Linked DNA regions of Gossypium hirsutum: all the other regions are linked to region 1. A link is a contact called in public Hi-C data. All regions are on one chromosome and are shown on one strand. The core of a region is the stretch at or near the end of the contact, and the rest is flanking DNA. Distances in the headings are between cores, read along the strand shown.

Evidence for each region. Hi-C and Micro-C count contacts between places; a contact is called where the count stands out from the background.
Region 2: a contact with region 1 is called in a Hi-C map of leaf, with 2.3 times the contacts expected there. The contact joins the promoter of LOC107922576 here to the promoter of LOC107922398 in region 1. A contact is called at or near these places in 8 of 34 Hi-C or Micro-C datasets (hypocotyl and leaf).
Region 3: a contact with region 1 is called in a Hi-C map of leaf, with 3 times the contacts expected there. The contact joins the promoter of LOC107922244 here to the promoter of LOC107922398 in region 1. A contact is called at or near these places in 3 of 34 Hi-C or Micro-C datasets (callus and leaf).

Annotation. Positions count from the first base shown.
Region 1 is chrD01:55,495,746-55,499,821 of Gossypium_hirsutum_v2.1, forward strand. It overlaps LOC107922398 (heavy metal-associated isoprenylated plant protein 26), which reads right to left and starts at 1,988. Exons shown (of 2, transcript XM_016852418.2): 1 at 1,500-1,988; 2 at 402-810. The coding sequence starts at 1,577. The coding sequence ends at 427.
Region 2 is chrD01:55,689,922-55,693,690 of Gossypium_hirsutum_v2.1, forward strand. It overlaps LOC107922576, which reads right to left and starts at 1,701. Exons shown (of 2, transcript XM_016852666.2): 1 at 1,404-1,701; 2 at 812-1,323. The coding sequence starts at 1,625. The coding sequence ends at 994. It overlaps LOC107922577 (SKP1-like protein 1A), which reads left to right. Exons shown (of 2, transcript XM_016852667.2): 2 at 1-132.
Region 3 is chrD01:55,708,661-55,712,910 of Gossypium_hirsutum_v2.1, forward strand. LOC107922244 (aquaporin PIP2-7-like) reads left to right here and starts at 1,758. Exons shown (of 4, transcript NM_001327196.2): 1 at 1,758-2,155; 2 at 2,250-2,545; 3 at 2,632-2,772; 4 at 2,856-3,236. The coding sequence starts at 1,876. The coding sequence ends at 2,975.

The DNA.
Region 1 (4,076 bases), core at 738-3,237:
TGCCCTAAAAATTGTGTGACCAATTGAAATAGTTGCCCAATTTAAAAATATTTTTTAGAACATTATTCGTAATAAAAACTCTATTATTTATAGGTTTAATATGCATTTATTTTTTTATTTAAGAGTTTAAAAAGTTATATAGATATTTGAATGAAAAGATAGTATGTTAAGAAAGCTAAAATTGGAGAGCTAAGACTCTAGCTACAAGGTAGTTTTACTTCCAAATGTTATCCACTAGAAAACATTATGATACAGTCCAAAATACACAAATAGAAATATAGATAAAAACCCAAGATAGCAAATTTTACAACCAAATCCTTAAACTAATACAAATTTACCAACACACAAAATCAATTCACTGCTACCACAAAATATCTTGGTATGACCTTTTTCTTTTTTGTGGGGTTTAATCATATTCTCAATCAATCACATAACCGAACAAGCAGCAGGGTTTTCGTCGCTGAAAGCTGTGGTGTACCTAACTTCAGTGGAGCTAGCACGTGCGAGATGCGACACTTGCGGGTCCTCGGCGTTGCGGACGTACCCAGCCGGAGCCTTCTTATCGTAAACCCCGGGGGCGTATGGGTGAGCCACCACGTCGTACGGCACATAGGGCCATAGCTCCACCTTCTTCCCCGTCCGATGCGCCACTCGTGCCACGACCTTCTTCGGGTCCACATATCCGACGACCGTCAACTTGCTGGCCTTCCGCTCCACGTCCACTTGTGTCACCCCTTTCATCCCTTCCACTGATTTTTTCACTTTCCGTTCGCATCCTTCGCAGTCCATTTTCACCTTGATTTCCACCGTCTAAAAAATAAAGAAAAAAGTAACAACTCTTAGGTTGACAAATGTTTGGTCTAATTCTGGTTTCAGTCCCTCCACTATGTTAAAAGCTGAAACTAAATACTTGGATTAAAATAGTAGGGTAATTAATATAATCAAATTCATGAAAATTCACAAATAATAGTGTAAATAGTATGAACAGATTCATGAAAATAACTAGTCGTTTGTCGGACATTTTAAGTAAATAGACCAAAATTACTTTTCAACCCTTTTTTCCTACTTTTACATAGTGTTAATACCCTAATTAATTTAGTAAGTTTTCTAATCAACAATAAGTATACTGACAGATGAACGGAGACAGAAACAATAATGCAGCAATAAATAAATACTTATAATAGATAGACCCAGTTGACAGTAAAGTAAACCAAGAAGATGATTATTATTATTCAAATAAAATCTGGGTTTTCGACCTTCCACCATTTTTAGAACAATCAAGCTTAGATCAACAAAGAAAACGCCATTAAACATAAAATCTTAGCAATATTGACGGCCAGATCCGAACCCTAAACCACTTAAATCTAATCATCTTATAACGACAAAAAATAAAATTAAAGAAAACAATAGAAACAATTTGGTTAACTTAATAAAAACATCCACCAAATATCTTGATCTACACCCAAAGGGAAATCTACGGCATAGGTAAAGAGATGTACCTGCAACTGCTTACGTTTCTTGTGCTTGGAACTGTGAGAACAGTCAAACAGATCTGAAACATGATCCAGAACACCCATTTTTCTTGTTTTCTCTCTTGTCTGGTTTTTCACTTAAGTGTATGGGCTTTTTTTTGTTGTTGTTGATGCTTTTCTTTCTTTTGATAATTGAAGTACCAAAAGGATAAAGATACAAAAGAAGTTGGATTTCTCAGTATATAACCAAAATATCCTTTTTAAAATTAAAGGGTTTTTCAACTGTGAAGGAGTGAATGAGTGAGAATGATACAGGTGAGGTGAAGTCCAAATTCCTCCTCTGCTGGGCTAAATATATATAGAAAGAAAGGATGGTTTCATGGTAAAATGTTGTTATCAGTCCTCATAATTTAGTACTTTACTTCATTTACTTTTTGAATCCTAATTAAATGATAAATTTTATTTTTATTCAGTTAAGTTTTGTTATTTTCAAACACTTCTACGAGGTGAGGTGAAGTCCAAATTCCTCCTCCGCTGGGCTAAATATATATAGAAAGAAAGGAGGGTTTCATGGTAAAACTTTTACATAATGCTAATAAAAATCGAGGGATGATCCACTTCCCAAATTAACTAGTTGAAATGTTAGTTTAATAATATTAAAAAATTCATAAAATTATATTTTTATAAATTCATAAAGGGCTATAATCAATTTAACCATCAATTTTTTTTTGTCTAAATTTTCCTTTTTAATTGATTCGCAAACGGTATGTTCTATATCTAATTTTACGTCACCAGATCATCAATACTCGATTCAATTAGTTGTTTGGTTCGATTTTGGCATCACTAGTTTTAACTAATAAATTTAACATAACAGTTTGAATCAAGGGTGAAATTTAAAAATTTAAGGGCTAAAATTGAATAAATTATAATATGTGGACTAAGACAACTATTTTCATGTAATACAAAGATTGATAAAAAGAACAAAAAGGGAGTATTTTACCATACGAGTAGTGGCTTCGTGGAAATCTACGTGGTTGGATATTTTTATTGTGATATACCTAATTTAGCGCCGCGTGTCTAGGTTTTACTTAGCTGAGGGGTCATAAATTAGAAATGGCAGCCGAAGGCAGGGAAGAAAGTAACAAAACACCGACCCTGGATAGTAAGTAATGTGTCGCGAGATCAGATGACGAGTCCACGCGCTTGTGTCTCGGTTTTGTGGTCCCACCCTCAACTGTCAACCTCACCTCACCCTCCTACCCTTATCAATAATGGGTTGAGGAGCTTTATATACAATATGGGACCCATGAGTTTGCTCTTTTCTTTCAATCCAGCCCATATTATACAGTAAAGAAAGTAATAAAGCCTAATATCCTTTATAGATTTTATTAGTATTCTTTTGTTTTATACATTTTGGTAATCAATGAATAAATTCGAATTTAAATTAGATTGGACCTCCAATAAGTAAAGTTCTCTCATTAATATTTTCTTTATTCACAATATTTAAATTCGATCTAACATGCATAAGCATTATATTGTCTTTTGTTTTTTAGTACAAATAAACATACAGATTATTGAACCATATGTACGTACTCTGTGGCAAGCTAGATTTGATGTTGGGGCGTTGGGGCCTATGTGTTGGGACGATCTTCAGCCATCGAGTTAGTACTTGGAAGAAAAGGAAAGCAAGGTAGAGGACGAAAATGGAGAAATAGAGTAGTATTTATAATTGATTTACAAACTGTTCATTGAGTATATCAATTTAGTCCTGTTTACGCATATAATCTTAATTTTACTAGTGATTTTAAGAATAATTTTGTTGTCGTCCTCTCTAGTTTAGTGAGTGTTCGATTCTTTTGTCAATTTTTGTTCTCTACTTTGGACAATTCGAGGATGATTTTATTATCTTATTAACTGCTTGCAATCACTTCAGATATGTCATGTTTGAGATGTGACAAAGTCAATTGTCAACGTGTCATAATGTTCTATTGATGTTGAGGTTAAAACTTTTGTTGTGTTGATAGAACTTGTCCTTTACCATTTACAACGAATGTTTGCTATTTTTTCTCTGTGATTTCATTTATTGAATAAATTAATGAATTTACCTTTTAAAAAAAATTATATAAAAGCTTCTCTCGTTGTTTTGGAGAGAATCTCTTTTTGTACCACTCAACTCTATCATGCTAGTAAATAAACTCTTGAACCTTGAATAATTCGAGCTCAATATTATGCCCCACTGAAGCTAGAGTCCGCCGAGATTTTTCTTTTAATTTTTATTTAAATCTTTTAAAAAATTAAAAAATTATATTTTAACCCTTAAATTTATTTCTTACCTTCAGCCCTATTTAGTCTCTATACAAAGAACAAAAATGTGGTTATTAAAATACAAAAATTAAATCATTAACATACCATCTAATAGCAGGCTTCGACCTTTCACCGTAATATGTTAGTTGAAAAGTTGAGAGCCAAGTTTGGGTGTTGATGGTAAAAGCCCAGTTTTAAATATATTTAGCTCAATTTAAGCCTACTTGGCCCAATTTTTTAAAGTGAAAAGTGTTGGAGGTGGGTGCAATATCCCATGGATTTCAAAGCAAAACATTTCCT
Region 2 (3,769 bases), core at 451-2,950, 190 kb after region 1:
GGGAAAAAAATTAAGAACATTGGCTTTCTTTTGGCTTATTTTGTTATATGCATTAGTGTCTTCTATTCTAGAGGATATTTAATATGAACTTCTCCCCTCCTCTATTATCATAATATAATTAGAATTTCTTAATTTGCATTGCTATTCTTTAGTATTTTTGTTGTTTCTGATCATCTCACTTTTATTTAACTTCTACTTGGGAGAAGTGATGTGCAATGCATACATACATATTTACGATATATAATTGAACCAAATGCATATTTACATACATTATACAATCCGAGTTCTATGAATCATGTGTGCTCAAGTTTTTTTTTATTTTTGGGCAATCCTTTACCACCTTTAATGGAAGCGTAGAAATCCTATTTTAGGGAGATTCAGTTTAAGGGTATATTTAGCCTGACTATTCAAAAGCCTTTTGACAGCAAAGCAGCTTTAGAATGTGCTTTTCAACCAAGAAAATGACTGATCGGTGTTTTCCAAAAGGACCTTACAATGCTAAACTAGCTCCAGATTGAAAGATAAGTAAATTTACCTCTCATGGGACCTACTGGCCCTAATCTGTAACTTCAAATGGTTTTACAGTGTTTCATTGGTTGGATTTACAATATTGTACTTGCATGTATAAAAAGTTATGAAATTAATAGCAGCTAAATCTAATCCTCCCCATGTTTTCAAGTATCTTGGTTTTAATGTAAGTCTTGCAAACATGCTTGATAGAGTTTTCATTTGATGATATGATTTTGCAGTTGTGAGTAATCCTCTCTTGAGTAAAAGCTTTGAAGAGTGCTTAAGAATATCCTCTCTCAAGTAACATTAAACTTGCATGTTTTTCTTCAACATTGTTCAAAACAGGAATAAACATTGATATCTCAATATACCCCATAAATTTAAAAAGCATCAGAACTGGTATTATTAGTTAATATGCCCTCTTAGGACATCATCTATCAATAAACATTAATAACTAAGTAATTAAAGGGTTTTTTGTTTGGTTTATGTCCATCGCATCTCTTCATACTTTATCTTGAGCAACTTTCTCTCTTCTTCCCACTTGTCTCTATCTTCATTATATTTTTCTTTCAAAGTGCTTTTAACTCTATCAAAATTCTCCTCCTTTTGCAGCAACTTTTTCTTGTACTTATCCTTGTATTTCCCTTTGGCTTTCATTGCTTCTTCCTCTTTGAACATCCTGCAAGTCTCACATGCAACTTGCACCTGCATGCTTCCCTCTTCACCTTCTTTTTCATTCTTCTTCGCTGTTGTCCTTATTTCTACTTCCTCCTTTTCTCTCATGCTGTTGTAATTTCCTCCCTCAATGGTACCCTGAAACAATACATTCAGGAATATCAGATCATGCATGCAAATTCAATCCACCATAATGATAATAATAATAAGGCACTTACGCTTTTGTTTAAAGATCTTAACTTCAAGTTGTGTAACAGAGTGGAGAAAAGAGCATAAATATCCTGGAGAAGGAGCTTGACCATGTAAACTACGAAATCATGCAATATCAATGCGACGAGCGTGGCAATAAAGTGCTGTTTATTACCATCTACAGCAAAGTAAAGCAAACACATTAACAAGGTTCGGTCGAGCCAAAACCAAGTCTTCTTTTCTGCATCCATCACTGAGATATCACTCTCCAAAGAACCCTCTATTCAAAGAATAAACACAAAATGGAATATCACAGCGTTTCGAACTGGACAGTGCGTTTGTTATTACATATATATATGTGAATAAAGTTAAAAGGGAATAAAAAGTTAACCCTAAACCTAGCTTGGAACTTACGATATTCCTTACAAGGTGACCTTAATTGAAGAGAAGCCAGAGGCTAACACCTAATGGTGGATTGGACCTTCGTGAAATGTTGGGTTTTCTAATTTCATTACTTTTCTTTCCTCTTTTAGGCCCAAATGTTCTCTCCCTCCATTTCTTTAACAACACCATCAACAAATTTAAAGGTTACAATAAAATTAGGGATTTAGTATTTACAATAAATAAAATTTAAGTGAAATAATTAATACCATTAGTGCTTCTTAACATGCTAATTAAGCTACTCTCACTTAATAGAAAAAATTTGATAAAAAATGATAATAAAAATTTTGAATAAAAAATAAAAAATAAAAAATACATAGACAAAATCCAAGTAGATAAATTAGTAGCAAAATTTGGCCATATTTAAACCTTATCTTTTAAAGCTTTCAATGGCCATTTGAAAAGACTAGTGTTCTAGTGCAACACCAAAATTGAGTTCAAACCCAAGTAACCTCTACTTCCTGCCGTTGTAAAAAAATAATTGAAGCAAATGTGAGTTCATAATATTTATGAAAAACAATGAAATATATAATTAAATATAATAGAGTTTAAAAACTTCAAAAGTGATAATTGAAAATCTAACATGCGATAGACATATGATCATTTTTTTAATTACGTTTGTGAAGCTATTCACAACATGGTTAAAACAAAATCTATACATTTCAATCACCCAAAAGAATGCCGTATATATTCTTATTGTTCAAGATTTGTCAAATCTCTAAAACTAAATTTTTTTAAAAAAAAATCATAAATTCGATTTAAAAATCAACCGAATGTGGAAGATAATAAACTAACAACTCATAATTTTATTATATACAAAAAATAAAAAAAAAAGGTGAATGAAGAAGACAACATGAAAACACAGAGCTTTTGGCTTATATCACCTTTTATTTTTTTATTCTTCTTTCTTTTTTCATCAATAAAACAAAAATGGCAGCTTCCATCAGAAAAATTTATACAATAAAACAGGATATCAGTATTCAGTAGTCATGTTCTGAAAACAATAAATTATAAACTCATTGCCAAAACAGAGTATTTGGGTCAGATTTTCACAAGCCTTTTAAAAATTATTATTTATTTTATGATTATGATTATATATGTTATATGTTGTATACATACAATTATCAGAGACTTGCTTTTGTAATTTAATATGTAGAGTATGGTGTTTGGTTTGCCATTTGCCAAGACAACTGTTGCCATCATTTTTGTTACTTTTTTTTTCTTTTTAGTCTTTAATGAATGATTTAAGGGACCACTAACTTCATTTCCACCATCTTTTTTTTAAGGGAAAGGGAACATTCCTGGTTTTTATATATATATTATTTAATTGCATTAAGCTTTTTTAAATTTATCAGTTTTTTTTTTATATGTAAACTGTACTTAAAATTAATGTTATATCAATGAAGTTAGTTTGTCATTCCAATAAGTCAATTAGATGTAAAACACAATTCAAATATGTATTTGTTGTATGAACAATTTGGATACGATGTGATAACGAAAACAAGTCATGTCAATAAGATTTATGAAAGCTATATATATACATACATATATATTAACATGATATATTCGAACTCTTTATGTAATAGGTACACATATGTTTATAATATGATTGACATGTAAATATGATTCATCTTAGATTTAAGTTGATATTTAGTGTCTAAACTAAACAGAATGAGCTAAGTGGTATAATTCTTATACTTTTAGAATTCAATTGGAGGATAGAGAATATTTTATGAATTAACTTTAGGTATATATTTTAAACTCACTTCAGCTACACAAGTTTAAAAAGAAATTTGAATACGAAATTATATTAATCATTTGGGAGATAAAATTAATTTTATTAAGTGAAAATGAAAGACAACTTTTTTGGAGTCAAAATGAAAAATAATTTTGAGTTTGAAGAGGAAAAGGTTTGTTATGATATTTAGTATTACTAACCCATAACTCGAATGGC
Region 3 (4,250 bases), core at 508-3,007, 210 kb after region 1:
AATATTTTGTAGCCTCATTCTGGTATCTAAGCTGTCATTCCATTATAATTTTTAGTAAAAACAATTAGTAGTGTTAAAAAAAATGTTATACCCAATAAATGAGAACACATCACTTTCTTTTAAGCATGACAAAAATGTTCGAAATTAAAATATATAGTTTGTGGATCAAATCGTGATATAAGCCTAAAATAGTATACTGGACTAAATATAAATACTTTATTTTTGGGTTAATTATACCTAAATTTCGTAAATTATGACTTAGATTCTAAATTGATTTTTAAACCCGAAACATTAGTATCACTTCAATCAGATCATTTAGTTAGTTTCGACATTAAATGCTACCTTAAATTTAATGTGAAGTATACTTAAAATAAATGAATTATGGGCAATATATCATGGTGTACAAGTAGCTTGACATAGATGTTATTCTAAAGTTATTCTGGAGAGTGATAGCAAGGTAGCGGTTGATATGCTAAACGCAGATTCTGAGGATGTTATGATGGCTTCACTCATCCAAGGTATTAAAGTAGAAAGCTGATTGTATAGCAAAAACATGCCTTGAGAACCCTTTAGAGTTAGTCATTTTTTAGTTACTTTTGATTAATGTTAGGAAGATGTTATTAGATGATAAAGCTAGAAATCTTATGTAAGGACTAATAGGTCCTAAGTAGAGGTGCTCATGGGCCGGGCAGCCCAGCTCGGCCCGACGGCCCGCCCGAAATATGGAAGGGTTTGGGTAAAAATATAGACCCGAAATATGGACTTGGGCAAAAAAACGAGGCCCGATTAAAAAACGGGCCGAGCCTCGGGCACCACTTTTTTGGCCCGAGCCCGACCCGGCCCAAATATAATAAATATTTTTATTTTTAAATTTTTTTAATTTTTAAAATAAATTTTTGGTATTTATTTAAAAAACGGGCCGGGCCGAGCCAGGCCTGGGCTTATGAATTTTTCCCGGGCCGGGCATGGGTAAAATTCTAGGCTCATATTTCGGGCCGGGCCTGAGCCTAAGACTCGGGCCAAAATTTTTTCTGAGCCCGGTCCGAACCCGGCCCGGCCCATGAGCACCTCTAGTCCTAAGGTCACTAATGCTCTTCTTCTTCTATAAAAGAAAATAAGTGAATTAAATTGTGAACACGAGTGTACCTACTAAATGAACAAACTAGATCATTCGTGCTAAAAAAATTATCACCCTAAATTTATTCACATTATATTTTTAGAATATCATATTTAAATTGTTTAAGCGGTAAGTACACGTATATTAGCTCTAGATTAAAATAATTAAAAGAAATAAATGAATATTTTACAAATTCATTTGGGGAGTTAACCATTTAAAAATATTTGAAAAATTGGAAATAGTTTGATATAAATAACTGGAGAGAAAGGAAATGGTATGAGATGATGTGGCAACACAAAGGGAAGGGGATATGAAAGGGATATTGTAGGAAATTCAAGTAAAATTATGGAGAAATAAAAAAAGAGAGAAAAAAAGACAAGATATAACCGTGGCTTAGGTTGGATGCCAGGCTGACCCCTTTGAAACCCTACTTTTGAGATGATGATTACTTTTAGCCCTCACAGTCACATGGTCTCGCTGTACACCCTTTGGTCCCACCCTGACTGTCCCCTACCCCTTCTCAAACCCACCAAATAATATATTATTATTTAAGGAAAATGATTTCCCATAACCCAAATTATATTCCAACACTACCCTTGGCTTATCCGTAAATGCACCATTTGTGTTTCCCCTTGACACCAGTTTAAAAGGGAGTGATTTGAAGCTGCATTTAGTTGCACAAAGAAACAACATAGATATAATAAGCACCTCCCCGTAAGCAAACCACAAAGGAAAGCTTGGAGAGAGACCCAAAAACAATGTCTAAGGAAGTTAGTGAAGAAGGACAGGGTCGTAAGGACTATGTGGACCCTCCACCGGCACCTCTGATTGACATGGCTGAACTCAAGTCATGGTCTTTTTACAGAGCCCTCATAGCTGAGTTCATAGCCACTCTCCTCTTCCTCTATGTCACTGTTGCTACTGTAATTGGTCACAAGAAACAACAAGATGCATGTGATGGTGTTGGTCTCTTGGGTATTGCATGGGCTTTCGGTGGCATGATCTTTATCCTTGTTTACTGCACTGCCGGTATCTCAGGTAACACCAACACCACACCAAAACAAAACCCCTAACCCTAAAAACTAAATTGCTCTTTTGTTTGCTTGAAGTGTTTTGGTTGTTTTGGTTACAGGTGGACACATTAACCCTGCGGTGACTTTTGGGTTGTTTTTGGCCCGTAAAGTGTCTTTCATTAGGGCTGTGGCTTACATGGTGTCACAGTGCTTGGGTGCTATATGTGGAGTTGGGTTGGTTAAAGCTTTCATGAAGCATCCATACAACTCCCTTGGTGGTGGTGCAAACACCGTGGCTTCTGGCTACAACAAGGGAACTGCCTTGGGAGCTGAGATTATTGGAACTTTCGTACTTGTCTACACTGTTTTCTCAGCCACCGACCCCAAGAGAAGTGCCCGTGACTCCCACGTCCCTGTATGTAACATCTATATATGGATCGACTCCATGATTTTAAGCTGTTACCGTGTCTGATGGGATTTAAACTGTTGTTTTGGGTGTAGGTATTGGCTCCCCTTCCAATAGGGTTCGCAGTGTTCATGGTTCACTTGGCTACCATCCCCATCACCGGTACTGGTATTAACCCTGCAAGGAGTTTCGGTGCTGCTGTAATCTACAATAACGACAAAGCCTGGGATGAACACGTAAGTGTTCATGTACTATTAACATTTTACTGTCCTTTTTTGATCTTTGAAACTAAGACATGGTTTATATTTGTGATGGACAGTGGATTTTCTGGGTTGGTCCATTTGTTGGAGCACTTGCAGCAGCTATATATCATCAGTACATCCTTAGAGCAGCAGCTATCAAAGCTTTGGGATCCTTCCGCAGCAACCCCACCAACTAAAAAAAATCAACCCAAATAGCTTTGTCTCCACTTCACTCTTTTTCTATTTTCTCCATTTGTTCGTTTGTGTGTATGAGAAGATTATTATGAATGATGAATGATGATGACCCTTTCCTTTTTATCATTTTTCTCTATTTATAAATATTTAATCCTTCGTTGTTAGCTTTTGCTTCTCTCATGTATCACTGTTTTTTCACATTGTGTGCAGTGTAAATCTCTTTAAGAATTTAGATAATTGATTCCTTAGTGTCGTTTCTTAAAGGTAATATGTCTCATTCAAGACCTAACCTATTGTAAAAGACCTAAAATGACAAAATGGGTAAACAAATTTTCCCCATAATGGCCATTTGGAGTGAGTGGGATCATTCATTTCCCATAAATTAAGGGCCTTGTTTTGGAGTCATGTGAGGTACACATGAGTTAACTTTTTGTAACAACATATGATAGATAGACACGTATAAAGGAGAAGGGTAGCAAGAAAGAACCGAAGATGCCCCCTTCCCAAGGAAGATAAAAAAGGGGTTAAAAAAGTTCAAATTCTGACCCTCCTCCTTTTTTCACCTGTCTGGAAAGGTCAGTTGGTTGCCAAAAGCAGAAAACGAGAGGGCAAGGAATCCGAGGACCCTACAAACGAAGCCACGCGTCATGGCTGCACATGGGTTACCTCTCAGTCTTATCCTATCAGAAATCGGCTAAAACCACAAAGGCAAAGAAAGATAAAAGCCAAAAAACAAGTAGTAGGCTGGTAGCAGTGCAGTACAAAAGAGAAGGGAAGTAGTATTAATATACTTTCCCCAAACTAAACAGTTTGTATAATAAATTTGTAAGTAATAATGTTTTTATGGGGTGGTGTAAAAGAGAAATCATATTCCCGTCTTTTTACGAAAGGTACGTAGCATCCCTTGAACGTGAGCTGATATGATGATGAAAACTTCAAGAGCATTTAACCAATGGCCTATGGCATGCATGCAACCATAGTGGTGAGGGTCCAGCGCTTCATTTCCATTTTCTTTACTTAATTGCAAGGGTTATTGTTGGATATAATTTAATTTAAAATTTAAACTATTTGAATAAATTTATTCAAATTAAATTATAATAAAAAGAATTTGATGATTTTTTTATTGGAGTTCTTAAAATTATTATTTTAAAAAATTTTAGAATTTAAATTTTTTACTATTTTTTGACCAAAAATATGAGATATTATATCAATTTATTAATCGAATTCAGTTCTCATTTCAAAAATCAAAATTTCCAATTAATGAACTCAATTAATCG